Linked DNA regions of Rattus norvegicus: region 2 is linked to region 1. A link is a contact called in public Hi-C data. All regions are on one chromosome and are shown on one strand. The core of a region is the stretch at or near the end of the contact, and the rest is flanking DNA. Distances in the headings are between cores, read along the strand shown. Region 1 holds the start of Zfp326 (zinc finger protein 326). Region 2 overlaps LOC120096556 (a long non-coding RNA gene).

Region 1 (6,228 bases), core at 1,742-4,241:
GTGTGTGTGTGTGTGTGTGTGTGTGTGTGTGTGTGTGTGGTGTGGTGTGTGGTGTGTGTGTGTGTGTGGTGTGTATGGTGTGTGGTGTGTGTGTGTGTGTGTGTGTTAGCACTCAGTATACCGGCTTCTGCATTAGCTGCTCCTTGACTGGCCATTTTTTCCTCCAGGGGAGGGAAGGGAAGGTGAAGGAAGGGGATGTGGTCTCTCTCTCTCTCTCTCTCTCTCTCTCTCTCTCTCTCTCACTCACACACACACACACACACACACGTGAGAGGGAGAGAGAAATGTGTGTGTGTGTGTGTGTGTGTGTGTGTGTGTGAATATAGTGACCAATGTTCACCCCCTTTCAGTCATGCTCAGGTCTTAGGACCTTAGGTTATAAAATCATTCCTTTGCCAGAAGGTAAACAGGAAAGCAAAGAATTAAAATCCACTAGGGAAGAGTTTGACTTGGTAAACAAATTCTCTTGACAGCAAGGGGACAAAGGGGACCTTATGGTGGCAAAGAGCTTTGAATGAAGAGGGCTCAAAGCCAAGTCTGTGGGTGAGAGGGCTTGCTTCTTAGGGTGTGGCTTACCAGCAGCTGTTGCCCCTGGAGGTTTGTAGGAATGGCCGTTCTTGGCCTCCAGCCAGCATGACTGTCTGTGACCCTGTTTTAATGAGACTTTGAATCATGTAGACCTGGGAAATGCAAGCTTAGGACATGGGAGTGAGACCTGAGAATGGTTTTTATAAAAGTAGGTCAGAGTTACGTTTGGAGGGTGCATCCGGTTGCAGATGTGACAAAGCAAAGGGCTGTTTGGAGAGGCAGGAGTCTGAAACTGATAACCAAGCTGGGGAGAGTGGGCTGGAGACAGGGCTCGGTGTGAAGAGTGCTTGCTGCTCTTTCAGAGAACCTGAGTTCAGTTTCTAACACCCAAGTCCTGCAGCTCTTGGCCACCAATAATTTCAGCTGCAGAGGATCGGACGCCCTCTCCTGGCCTCTACGGGCGCCTGCGCTTGTGCACATGTGCACACAGAGACAATGCACACTCATAACTGGACTGGACACTTAAGGGTTCTTTGGAAAGTTGGTTGGGTGGCAAAGGCACGTTTAGCTAAAGTGGACAGGGGTGGGAGATGAAGGCAGAGAATGTTTGGCTGAAGCAGACGCAGGTGAACGCATGTTCTGTTAAAGCACCGATGTGGAAGGACGCCGCCGGGTTGGTGTATCCCTGAAGTGTTTGTGGGTGAATGGAGCTGCCGTTTGTGACCTGTGAATTGAACTGCCGATTTCCAGACAACACAGAAAGGGAGTGGCTCCAAAGAATCTTTCTAAACAGCTCCCCTCCTCCCCACCCCTGTCCTTTCTGCTGGTGGTGGTGGTGGGCTAAAAAGGAGGTTAAAAGAGTTCAAGAACCATCATTAAAAATAGGTTTTGAAAAAATTAAAGTTACACATAATTTTTAAAAAGTCTTTATAAAGGAGACACACACACACGGGGGGGGGAGGGGGGAGAACAGGGAGAGGGGGAGAGAGATACCGGGAGAAGGCAAGGGTCAGGCAGTATTTCCACCTTTTGTTTGTGCTCTGTCAGATCTACTTCTGGTTGTGTGGGAACTACATGACCAGATTTGCATCTTGATCACTTGGGCCCGAGTGAGGCTGAAGGGCAGAGAAATCAAGAGTTTTGCAGGGAGGCAGTGAGTGTCCTAGCTCAGGTAGTGGCCGCGCAAATGGAAAAGGCAGGGGCGGACTTAAGATATTTTAGGTGGCAATATGATGATCAAAGGCTCCATTTGTGTGTGGATTGGAAGTGGGAGGCTGGAGGAGCAGTATTAGTGGGCGGTTGCGCGTGGTGAACTGCCGGAAGAATCCGAGAATAAGCAGGTCTGAGAAGGGAAATTGTGAGTTCGGTTTTCAACACGTTCAGCCCAGGTGAACAGAAAACGTGTGGGAGGGGAGAAGAGAAGGAATCAGGGAAAGGGTGGAGAACCGGATGAGTCAAGGAGGGTGGAGGAGGAAGACGATGAGCAGGACACAAGGCCGTGCCCAGATTTCCGTGCCCAGATTTGGGGCTACTGTGGTACACCTTGCTGTGCTTCCCGTTTTATTTCCTGCTTCCTCCGAACGGGATTTAGCAAATGGGTTGAACCCCGAAAAAGTGCTTAGAATTTGACTTCTGGCTTCCTATCTGGTAACCAATTTGTTGTCACCGCCATTTGCTCTGTGAAAACAGAAAGAAAATTAAGTTATTTAAAACTGTGGTTCAAGACCAAAATAGTCTTCCCATAGTGTTCCTGAGTGAATACCTTTGTGTCTGCTCCAACACGATTTTTTTTTTCTTTTTTTTCGGAGCTGGGGACCGAACCCAGGGCCTGCAAGCGCTCTACCACTGAGCTAAATCCCCCAACCCCTCCAACACATTTTTTAAAGTGGAATAATCTCTGTCTCTCTGTCTGTCTCCCTCTCTCTTTCACTGTCCTTGGAGCTGTGGACTACTTTCTTCCTGCCAAATCTTTCCCATCTGCGAACTTTCACAGCTGTTTTACACCTTAAACCCCAGCAGTGGCTAGCAGCCTGTCTGGGGATAGTCTCATGATCGTTTCGTATTTGGCAATCTGGGCTCCTGTGCACGCCCCACACTTCTGTGTGTGTCAGAGGAAGGAACTCCATAAGAACTTGGAATCTCTCCTCCACACTCCTCCAGCCAACAGAAGCCAAAGGTCGCCATGTGATTTGGTGAGTTCGTGCAAGAGAAAGAAAAGTACTCCCTCCTGGACCCCGTCGCTCTTGCCAGGCTCCAACATGGCCGGCCAAACGGAGTCCTTCCAGAACATCCCTCTCCAGCCTTCCGCGCTCCCGTTTCACCTTCCGTCCGCCGCGCTCCCCAGGGTCAGGACCCAGGAGCCAGACAACCGCCTCGCTTCCCGACCCCCACGCGAGACCCGCCCACCGCCTCGCGTCCGCCAATCGAAGGCCGTTCTGAGGCGACTGGCAGGCCCGTCCGGCCCCGCCCCCAGCCTCGCTGTGGCCTGCGGCTTCCCGGCCAGTAGCGCCGCTGTCGGTCGCGCGGGCCGATCGTGTGGACACCGTCGTGTCGCGGGCGCTTGCCTCGGGCCACAGCGCAGCGCCGGGACCGTCATCCCCGCGGCGTCGAGCATGGACTTCGAGGACGGTGAGCGGCGCGCGGGGCGGGCCGCCGCGGCGGGCGGGCGGGAGGGCGGCGGGCGGCCTGCGCCGGGGGTCTGTTTACCGCCTCAAGATGGCCGTGTGGCTTTGTTCTGTGGGCCGCGCGGCGGCCGCGGGCCGGGGCGGGAGCCCCGTGGTCCCGGAGCCGCACGCGAGGGTGCGGCCGACGGGAGCCTTGCTCCCTAGGGGGTCGGCCTCTCTGCGAGCCCCGCGGCCTCGCCCGCGGCCGCCTGCAACTTCCCGGCCTGGCCGAGCGGTGACCCAGCTCACGGGGCCCTCGGGGCAGCGACCCGGTGGCGGGTGGAGCCGGTCCTCACCGCGTTGCCCCGGGCTCTGGAATCTTGCTCGACACAGGCTGCCTCGGGCTCATGCGGTGCTTCTCTGTGAGGCGAGTAAAAAGGGCGTCCCTAAGCTTAGTTCCATCGAGGTGGGCTTCGCTTCCCTCAGAAGCAAAATCTGCAAGTTATTACCACGTAGCAGACCGGGCTGTTTGATATCTCACCTGCTTTACCTGCTTGTGAATACCTCATCTGAAACAGTTCCTTGACAGTAGTGCATCTTTATTTAAAGGATGGCGGTGGTGGGGCTTGTGTATGGATGCTGCCTAAGTTAGAATTCTGGCACGGCGAGCCCCAGATGCCCTTCACGTTCAGCTAGATCGGTGCACAGCACTCCTAGTTGGACTTGCTGATTAAATAAACCGATTTGTAAGGTTGCTTTTCAGACCTCTCTGCACTAGTTCTTACAGCCGTTCTGCCCAGGGCGGTGAAGTACAGTTAATTTGACATCTTCAGACCTTGCTCAACTTTTATAGGAATCAGTGTCACGATAAAGCGATCTATAGTAGTGACAGTGTTAGGAGACAGTTTAGGATTAAACTGGGTGTAATCTCCAGGAACTAGGTATTTCTAAATAAAACCGGTCCATTTCTTGTTATGGAAGCCTCTGCCTCCACCAGAAATGGACTTTGACACTGAATAAGGTGTGATTTTAGCATATGTTGTATTGCATGAACTTCTGATTTTTGATTTGCTACAAGAAGTTAAGGTTGTTAAGTGTAAGTATAGGAGAAAGAATCACCCCTTTCGGAGTACTTTTCAGTCGCTTTGAAGTAGTTTAGCTCTTCGGAATAGCTTGTGCTTTTAGTACTGGACTGTGACTCATTCTGATGTAGGTGACTCTAAATTACAACTCTTTGCAATAGCCAGAGTTGACATTGAAAAGAAAAAGTATGTTTTAGACCAAAGTTTGATGACACTACCAACGTATGTGGTGTGCCAGAAGTTAACCTTGTAGTGTGTGTGCAGAGTGAGGGGAGTCAGTCAGTGAGGAAATCCATTTTCTGTAGAGAATTGAAAAAATAGCTGTCAAATTTGGAGTGTTTGCTTTCACTATAATGATAACAAAAATAACAATGTTAGTGATAATCTCTTAACTGCCCATCCCTAGCCACCACTGCTGCAGTTGGGCTGTAGATTTGAGTATGTCTGAGTCTGAACCTGTCGTGTGCCAGGATTTGGTTATATCTAGAAACTCTATTAAATTCTGTTCTTTCAGTCTTTATTTGTTGAGTTAAATAAAGGCTTTACCATTATGCCTGGATGGATACAGCCCACACACTCATACATATATGCATATGTGTTTTTACACAAGCTTCTGAAGTATTTAGAGAGAACAGATGACGTGGTAAAACAAATGCTGACCTTGACACATTTGTATCCCACAAGATCAGTTTCCACATCCATCACCCTCTTTGAAAGTTTGTTTTACCTTTACTTGATGTAAATTAAATTAATACTGGGTCTCCTCTTTTGGCAGTTACAAATATGGACATAAACTAGTTTTTATATTGCCAGTAGGCAGGGAAGGAGTAATATGTTTCCCCACGTGCATATTTGTAGTTATTCGAACCCCAGTTTTTTTTGTAATTGATTTAATGACTGAGTAGATGAGTATGCAGATCTGGGCTTTGCTCACAGCACACTAATTCCTTGCTGTTTCTGTGTCTTCGTAGATTATGTGCACTCTACGTGCAGGAGTGCTTACCAGGACTTCAACGGTGAGTGTCCTCTCCCGTCTCCTTTTAACCTTGCTGAGCCGATATAGCTTGGCTTTTCTCCTCATATCCATGGAGACACAAATGTTAATGCAGGAAGCCCGTGCCACTTTGTTTCAGATGTTCTTTTGACTTTTGATTTATAAATCTCAGTGTTAATGTCAGACTAAATATAGCGTTTGTTTTTCTGGTGTGTGTGTGCGTGTGTGTGTGTGTGTGTGTGTGTGTGTGTGCGTGCGTGCGTGCGAGAGAGAGAGAGAGAGAGAGAGAGAGAGAGAGAGAGATTGTGAACATGTACACTTGCTAGAGTCTGAAGAAGCCATCCGGGTCTTCTGCCACACTGATGTCTCCAGTTCTGTGTACAGTGTTTGAACTTGGGATCAGAAGAAGAAGTTAGGTTACTTGGACTTTGCATCTGTTTTATTTTACATAGGATTCTTTACTTCTTACTACTTTCTCAGTGATAGATTTGCAGGAAACTGGCTGAATGACTTTTGTTGACAAGACATTGGTGTTGAGTTACATAGATTAAGTGGATTTCTATCTTGGTTCTAGGCAACTTTTGTTGTAATACATGTTGGCTTTGTTTTCGAGGCCATTTTCCCTGAGCAAATGTGTGATAGAAAGCTGTCCAGAGGAAACCGTAACGAGGCCTGGTTACTTGTTAACAAAGCCTGATGCTGGCTTGTGGTTAGCTGCAGCCGTAGGAGACAATGCAGAATGCCATGCATATTGTTTTGATAGTTAATATCGTTAAGACCCAAGATGATAACAGAAAAAGGAAGCACAGAATAATTTGGAGGTTAAACAAAACAAAACATTACATGAAACACACGGGGGAGTGGTAGATATGTTAAACTACCAGAGAAATGCAAAATCTAGCTGTCATATCAAATATCTATTCATGAAACCAAAGCAGATGGACTAGTAAAGTCTATACCATTAAAAATGTTTATGTGTGAGTGAGCCTGCTTTTCTGTGTGTATGCCATGTGTGCACAAT
Region 2 (6,228 bases), core at 1,036-3,535, 45 kb before region 1:
CCAACTGAGCTTTGGATGTTGAACTTCTCAGGTGTGGTGGTGCGTGTCTTTAATCCCAGTGCTGAGGCAGAGGCAGGCGCTGTGAGGTCAGGATACTACGTCCAGGCCAGGTGCAGCTAGGTAGTGAGACCCTGTTTCGTTTTGCTTTTACCTATTGACAATATTAATCACAGAGAAGGACTCTCATGCTGGGTTTTTGATGGGTGTGTGTAGACCAGATGTTGGCATGGGATGTCTTCCTTAATCTTTTGTTGTTTTTGTTGTTGTTGTTGTTAATTGTCTTTGACTGTTTATTTGTTCATGGTGGGGGTGGGTGCCATGGGGCACAGCCTACGTGCACAGGTCAGAGTCGAATCCATTCTTCATCTTTATGTGAGATCGTAGGATTGAGCTCAGGCCTTCAGGTTACAAAGCAACCTTTACCCCATGAGCCAGCTCACCAGCCCACAACTTTATTATTTTTTGAGACATGGCCTCTTCTTGCTGAGCCTGGAAGTCATGCTTTAGGCTAGACTTCCACAGAGCACTCCACCGTGGTCGGTTTCTGTGGGTGCTGTGGGTCTGACCCCTTGGCCTCAGGGTTACATAGTAAACATCTCAATGACTGAAATGCCATCCCTCCAGCTCTCCAAAGCTGACTGTAAACAGTAGGAATGGCAGGATGCCACGGCTCGCTTGGCTTGCAGCGAAGAGCCGGTCTACAGAGACTGTAATCGGCAACCACATCCAAAGCTGGGTGCTGGCCGCTCTGCCCCAGGCATCTGCTGTCTAATCACTCAGAACTGATGGGCGCGAGATCCCTCCAACAGCATCAAGGGCTGCCTTTCCTCTTACTCAGTTTCTATTAACTTTATCAGCTCTTAATAATGCCCCTGAATTCGTAAGAGCTCACGGTCAATTGATTTAAATGCCACCCCCATGGCTCCGTTTGCACACAGCAACATTCTGAAAGAAACGGAACTGCAAGATGCGGATTCATCTAAAGATTCCTTTAGATTCCAAACACAGTAAGAAACCGGGCCCCAGGGTCCCGTGAGTCCATGAATCCTTGTGACTGTGTTAGGGTCAAGCGCACCAGATACGAGGACAGCAGCTCAGACATGTTTTGGCTGAAGAATGTTTTGTCTTTCTCAAGTTCCTTGAGTGTCCATCTGAAGAACTGGTTTTATCTGACCCTTGAGCATCCTTGGCAAACAGTGGGTGGACCCTTAGCCACTGACAAAAAGGACTTTGAAGTTTTATTTTGCTTTGAGACAAGGGTCTTCTGTGGTTCAAGCTGCTTTCTAACTCACAGTGTAGCCAAGAGACCTTGAAAATGGACTCTTCCTGTCTCCCCCTCCCAAGTGACAGAGCTACAAATGAGCAGAGCAAACTCCACAGACTCAGTGGTGTAGGTGGAGCAGAGACATTGTGCACGCTAGGTGAGGACTCTACATCTCAAGCCCCTCCGGTGTGTTTAAATAGTCCATGTTTAAGTGAAGCCTACAGAGTCTTAGAGAACACATGCCCGCCACCCCCTACCATCCCCTTCCCACCCTGAACACAAGATTGGCTTTCTCAGTTCAGAAAGGTAAGCTTCATGTCATTGTAGAGGTCCCAGTTTTAGTAATGGGAATTAAGTAACCCAGGAACAGGCAGAGAAAGTTTATTGTTTAGAATTTGTGGCCAGCAGGCCCTGCTGTATGGAAGTTTTCGGGTATAAAGCAGGGCTTTCTATTGTAAGTCTCTGCCTTTTGTAACTACCTCCCTCCCCTGGTTTCCACATTAACCAGTAACCAGACCCTTCAAGTCGCTGATGGCAGCAAACTCCAGAGTGCCCTTGACGCCAGCGCCCAGCCCTTGTTCCCACTTACCTTGCTGAAGAGAGGCCAGAGGGCTGTCCTCCCGCCGATCCCAGCGGGACTTTTCATCAGTGATTCATCCCAGCAAAATAGCCCCTTTATTAGTTGAACTCCCCAAACAAAGGCCGGACAAAGCAAAAGCCCTTTCATCAAAAGAAGGGAACAAAACCGTTCCCGAATGTCCTCTAACTCTGGACTGCCGCACAGAGCGGCCCTGTCTAGGCCTGGCCAGCTGTGGCTTTCCTAGAGAGGTGTACCTGCTGGAGGCTGGGACAGGCTGGAACAAGGGTCAAGACCAGCAGACACCAGTGACCTACTTAACCCACTTTTGTTGCTGTAGTTTGGTTTTAATTTTGATGTTGAGGATCAGACCCAGGCTCTTTGCACGCTAAGTGCATTCTCTACCTCTGAGGTATACTGCCGACTCCTTTATGACGTGTATTGTTTTTGATGAGGTCCCAATGTTAAGTCAGGCTGGCCCCATGCTTGGATTCCTGAGTGTAGGAAACTGGGTGTGTGTCACCACACATGGCTAAGTATAGTCTCTAGAAGCCATGTACAAAGCTGAGTGTGTTCGCACACATGCCTGCAATCCTCCACACTGGGGCCAGAGACAGGAGGATTATGGGACATGCTGACCCAGACCTAGCCTCAGATTCAGTGAGACACACTACCTTATAGAAATAAGGCAGAGAATGGAACAGGACACCCAACTGTGTCTTCCTTTGGACTCCATAGGTACAGGGGCATGTGCACATACATGTACATATTCCATACTACACACACACACACACACACACACACACACACACACACACGTAAAATCTTGAAAATTAAAACCCTGTTTTCTGTAACTCATGTACCTGATGCTCCTCTCAAGTATATGGTAAGTATCCTGACTATGACTTTCTTTTATGTCTAAAGCTCATGAAACCGCTTCACGCTGAGAAGCCTTAGTCAGGGCAAGCCAGAGATGTACTACTCCGGGTGAGCTGACTCCATGTGCCCGAGTCACAGAGACACCCTTACTTGCCTCAGAATAAACTCTTATTTCATTTGAGGAAAGAGCTGCACTTGGTTTACATCAACAGGAATCGTGCCCGTCTTCCAGTTGGGAAAACTGAGGCTAGGCAATCTGTCTAAAGCACCCACACAGCAGAACGGAAATGGGTCTGCACAGGACACCAGACTTTACACTCTTTTATTCCAAATACAGAGCAGTGACTGGGCTCTGTCTGTCAGCAACTCTGAAGTGAGCGTGAATATCCACTTATATTAATATGCCCAGAGCTAGGATCCCCCATGTTTCAGCATCAGATATTTTTAGTTTGTCTCCACATCTGCCCTTGTACTACTTGTTAGGAAAGGGCAACCCACCCAAGGTACCGCAGTCATGTTCCCTCATTAAATGCTGAAGGCGTGGTGTCCTTACTGGGAAATGAGGGCACTCTGTCGGGACTGTTCGAGGAGAGTCAGTGTGGTGCAGGCTGGCATTCAGCAGATGCAGAGAGGTGGGAGCAGGCAAATGCTGGATCCTTCGCAGGCCCCTTGGGGCAGATGTGGCTTTTCTCTCAGCACGGCATTTCAGGGCGGATTCCCAGGCTGTCACAGCCCGGGCAGCAGCAGGCGGCTACACTGCTCTGACCTTTATTCTTCCTGCACTGCTTTTTTTCTGGGTAGTCACCATAGTTGGCATCTGGGATAGGGCAGGAAGACATGTTTGTGGTCTGTGCAGGGGAAGGGGCCGGGCCCTATGAATGAACTGCTTGGAACAGAGATGAAGGAATCTTGGGATTACAGTGCAGTTCTCTCAGCCCTGCTGGCCAATGTGCTCCTGACAGATGTGAATTTCAGAGCCCCCAGGAGGAACGCGTGCGAGAGCGGGGGGGAGGAATATGTGTACTGTCTGTGTATTAGTGGGGGTGGTTGTCGGGGTGGAATCTGTATGTGAATTAGTGTCTGTGTGTGTAAGTGTGGTATGTGTGAGTATGTATGTGTGGTGTGTGTGTGGTGTATATGAGTGTGTGGTGTGGTATATAGGGGAGGTGTGTATGTGTGCTGTATGTATAATACAAGTATGTTATGTGCTGTGTTGTATGTGTGTGGTGTGTATGTGTGTGGTATATGTGTAGTGTGTGTGCATATGTATATGTAGTGTGTGTGGTATGTATATGTGTGTTATGTGTGTATGGGTATGTGGTGTGTATATGTGTGATGGGGTATGTATGTGTGTGGTATGTGGAAGTATGTGTAGTATGTGATGTGTATGTTACCTTTGAACCCCTTATAAAAGCGAGAGAAACCTTGAGAAGATAACAGCACAGCTCACATTAGCACACAGTTCACGTATAGTCACTATTAGCAGATTTCCCTCACTTGCGATGACTAAAATTAGAGTCAATAGTGGCCAAGACCTAAGGAAGGAACTCCAAGGAAGCCAGGAAAAGGGCGGGAATGTTTTCAAATGTTGTAAACACTTATTCTGCCATTTGCAGAATAAAATTAGCCAGTGACGCATCCCCCGGGTGGTGTCTTCCCCCAGCCAGAGTGACAAACACTGTGTGAGCTCCATCCACGGATCACAGGTACTAAGGTACCCTGCTCCACTGAGTCTGTAGTGGCTGCAATCCTAAATTAATATTCTTGGCCTCAGACTTTATTCCTTGTGAATAAGTGGCCTTTTCCCAACAGTGTAACCACCTGCCCCTTGCCACTGGCTCTGAGAAGCCACAGGCATGGTGGTTAGGTTTAGACGACTACAACTTCCTCCTGGAAAATCAGTCAGCAAGGTGAGTTTCGCTTCGCTGCCTGTAGAATGAACCTGCTGGTGCTAATGGCCTCAGAGCACATCGGGGAAGGTAAGATGCGGTCACACAAAAGAAACCCCTCAGAGCAACACACGGCCAGTGTGTCTGAAATATTTACGATTTGTGTCTATTACAAGCATAAACATAAACCTGGAAGACAAGGCGACGGGAACAGACCGGTCTAGGTGAGGGAATGCACACTGGGCAGGAAGGCCTGGCCTAGCCTTGCTCCCAAGGACAAGCGCTTCACCCTTATGGGTTTGTTTACGTTGCTTAGCACATTGGGGCTGTCACACACTGAAATGTTAAGAACCCTCTTTAGTTGGCTATGATTATTTATAATTAGTACTCCAAACTTGGGTCAGGCCCAGTGGTCCATCTGGACAACGGCCCCAAGACACATTTCTAAAGAATGACTACAAAGAACGATTCCTAGAGCTGATATATCAGGCGTGTGTGTGTGTGTGTGTGTGTGTGTGTGTGTGTGTGTTTGTGCATGCTTGTGCTTGTGTGTGCATATACATGTATATGTGCTTGTGCATATGTATGTGCTTGTGCATGTGTGTATGTACATGTGCCTCTGAGTATCTGTGTGTGTGTGTGCATGCTTGTGCATTTGTGTATGCATGTACCTCTGTGTGTGTGCTTGTATGCCCTGGTACATGTGTGTGTGCATATACATGTATGTGTGCTTGTGCATGTGTATGTATGTACTTGTACATGTGTGTGTCTATGTGTGTGCCCTACTTGAAAACTAGGGGAGCCATAAAAATCTCAGGTTCATAGAGCAGATGACTAAGATGATCCTTCAAAAAACAAGGGGAAAGAGGACACTTTCATCCGTGATGCTCCTGAAAGTGGAAGGGAGGTACGGGTGATGCTTAGGAAGTCTGTATTGCTCAGGGACACAGACAGCATCATTCCCTTCCCTGCGGCTCATCAAGTCACGTACTAAAGGAAGGGAGTGAATCTGTCTTTCAAGAGAGCACACCACCTGACCTTTGCACTTTGACCTCCCAGTCCACACCTAGAAACAGCTGTCTGAGAAAATGTAAAATCTCAACCTTGGAGTTTCAGCTTGATTTGCTATATTTTAAAACTGTAAAAAGACCTTGCAACAAACTGATTATCATCTCATTATATGACAATCAACCTCCTACCCCGCCCACTGCTTGGTTTTAGAACCCTTTAGAATTCAGCTGTGTCTACAAAGGAGGAAAAGCAGGTTAGGATTATTCTTTCCTTCCCTCTCCTCCTCTCCCTCCTCCCCCACCCTTCTCCCCTTACCCCTCCTCTTCTTTTAGTGTTTTGTTTTTTGTTTGGTTGATAGGTTCTTGAAGTAGGGTTTCTCTATGTAGCCCTGATTGACCTGGAGCTCACTATGTAGACCAGGCTGGCCTTGAACTCAGAGATCTGCCTGCCTCTGCCTCCTGAGTACTGAGATTAAAGGCATGCACACAACACCAAGTTTACTATTTTCTTTTGAAGACAGAGTCCCAATTAGCCTTGAACTTGCTCTGGAGTGAAGGATGTCCCCGAACTCCTAACACATCTGCCTCTCATCCCTGGGTGCTGTGGTT

Evidence for each region. A called contact is a pair of places that touch in the nucleus more often than the background predicts.
Region 2: a contact with region 1 is called in a Hi-C map of liver, with 2.0 times the contacts expected there. The contact joins the enhancer-like site here to the promoter of Zfp326 in region 1. A contact is called at or near these places in 5 of 12 Hi-C or Micro-C datasets (Schwann cells, kidney and liver).

The regions. Positions count from the first base shown.
Region 1 is chr14:4,282,022-4,288,249 of GRCr8, reverse strand. Zfp326 (zinc finger protein 326) reads left to right here and starts at 2,991. Exons shown (of 11, transcript XM_039092634.2): 1 at 2,991-3,156. The coding sequence starts at 3,141.
Region 2 is chr14:4,326,263-4,332,490 of GRCr8, reverse strand. It overlaps LOC120096556 (a long non-coding RNA gene), which reads right to left. Exons shown (of 2, transcript XR_010057425.1): 2 at 3,009-3,537. Among named protein-coding and RNA genes, the nearest start is that of Lrrc8d, 21 kb to the left of the region's middle. Within about 2 kb of position 2,285, at least 25 of the 93 cell types and tissues checked have an H3K27ac peak or open chromatin away from gene starts, as enhancers often do. A contact at or near this core is called in Schwann cells, kidney and liver, where this site is marked.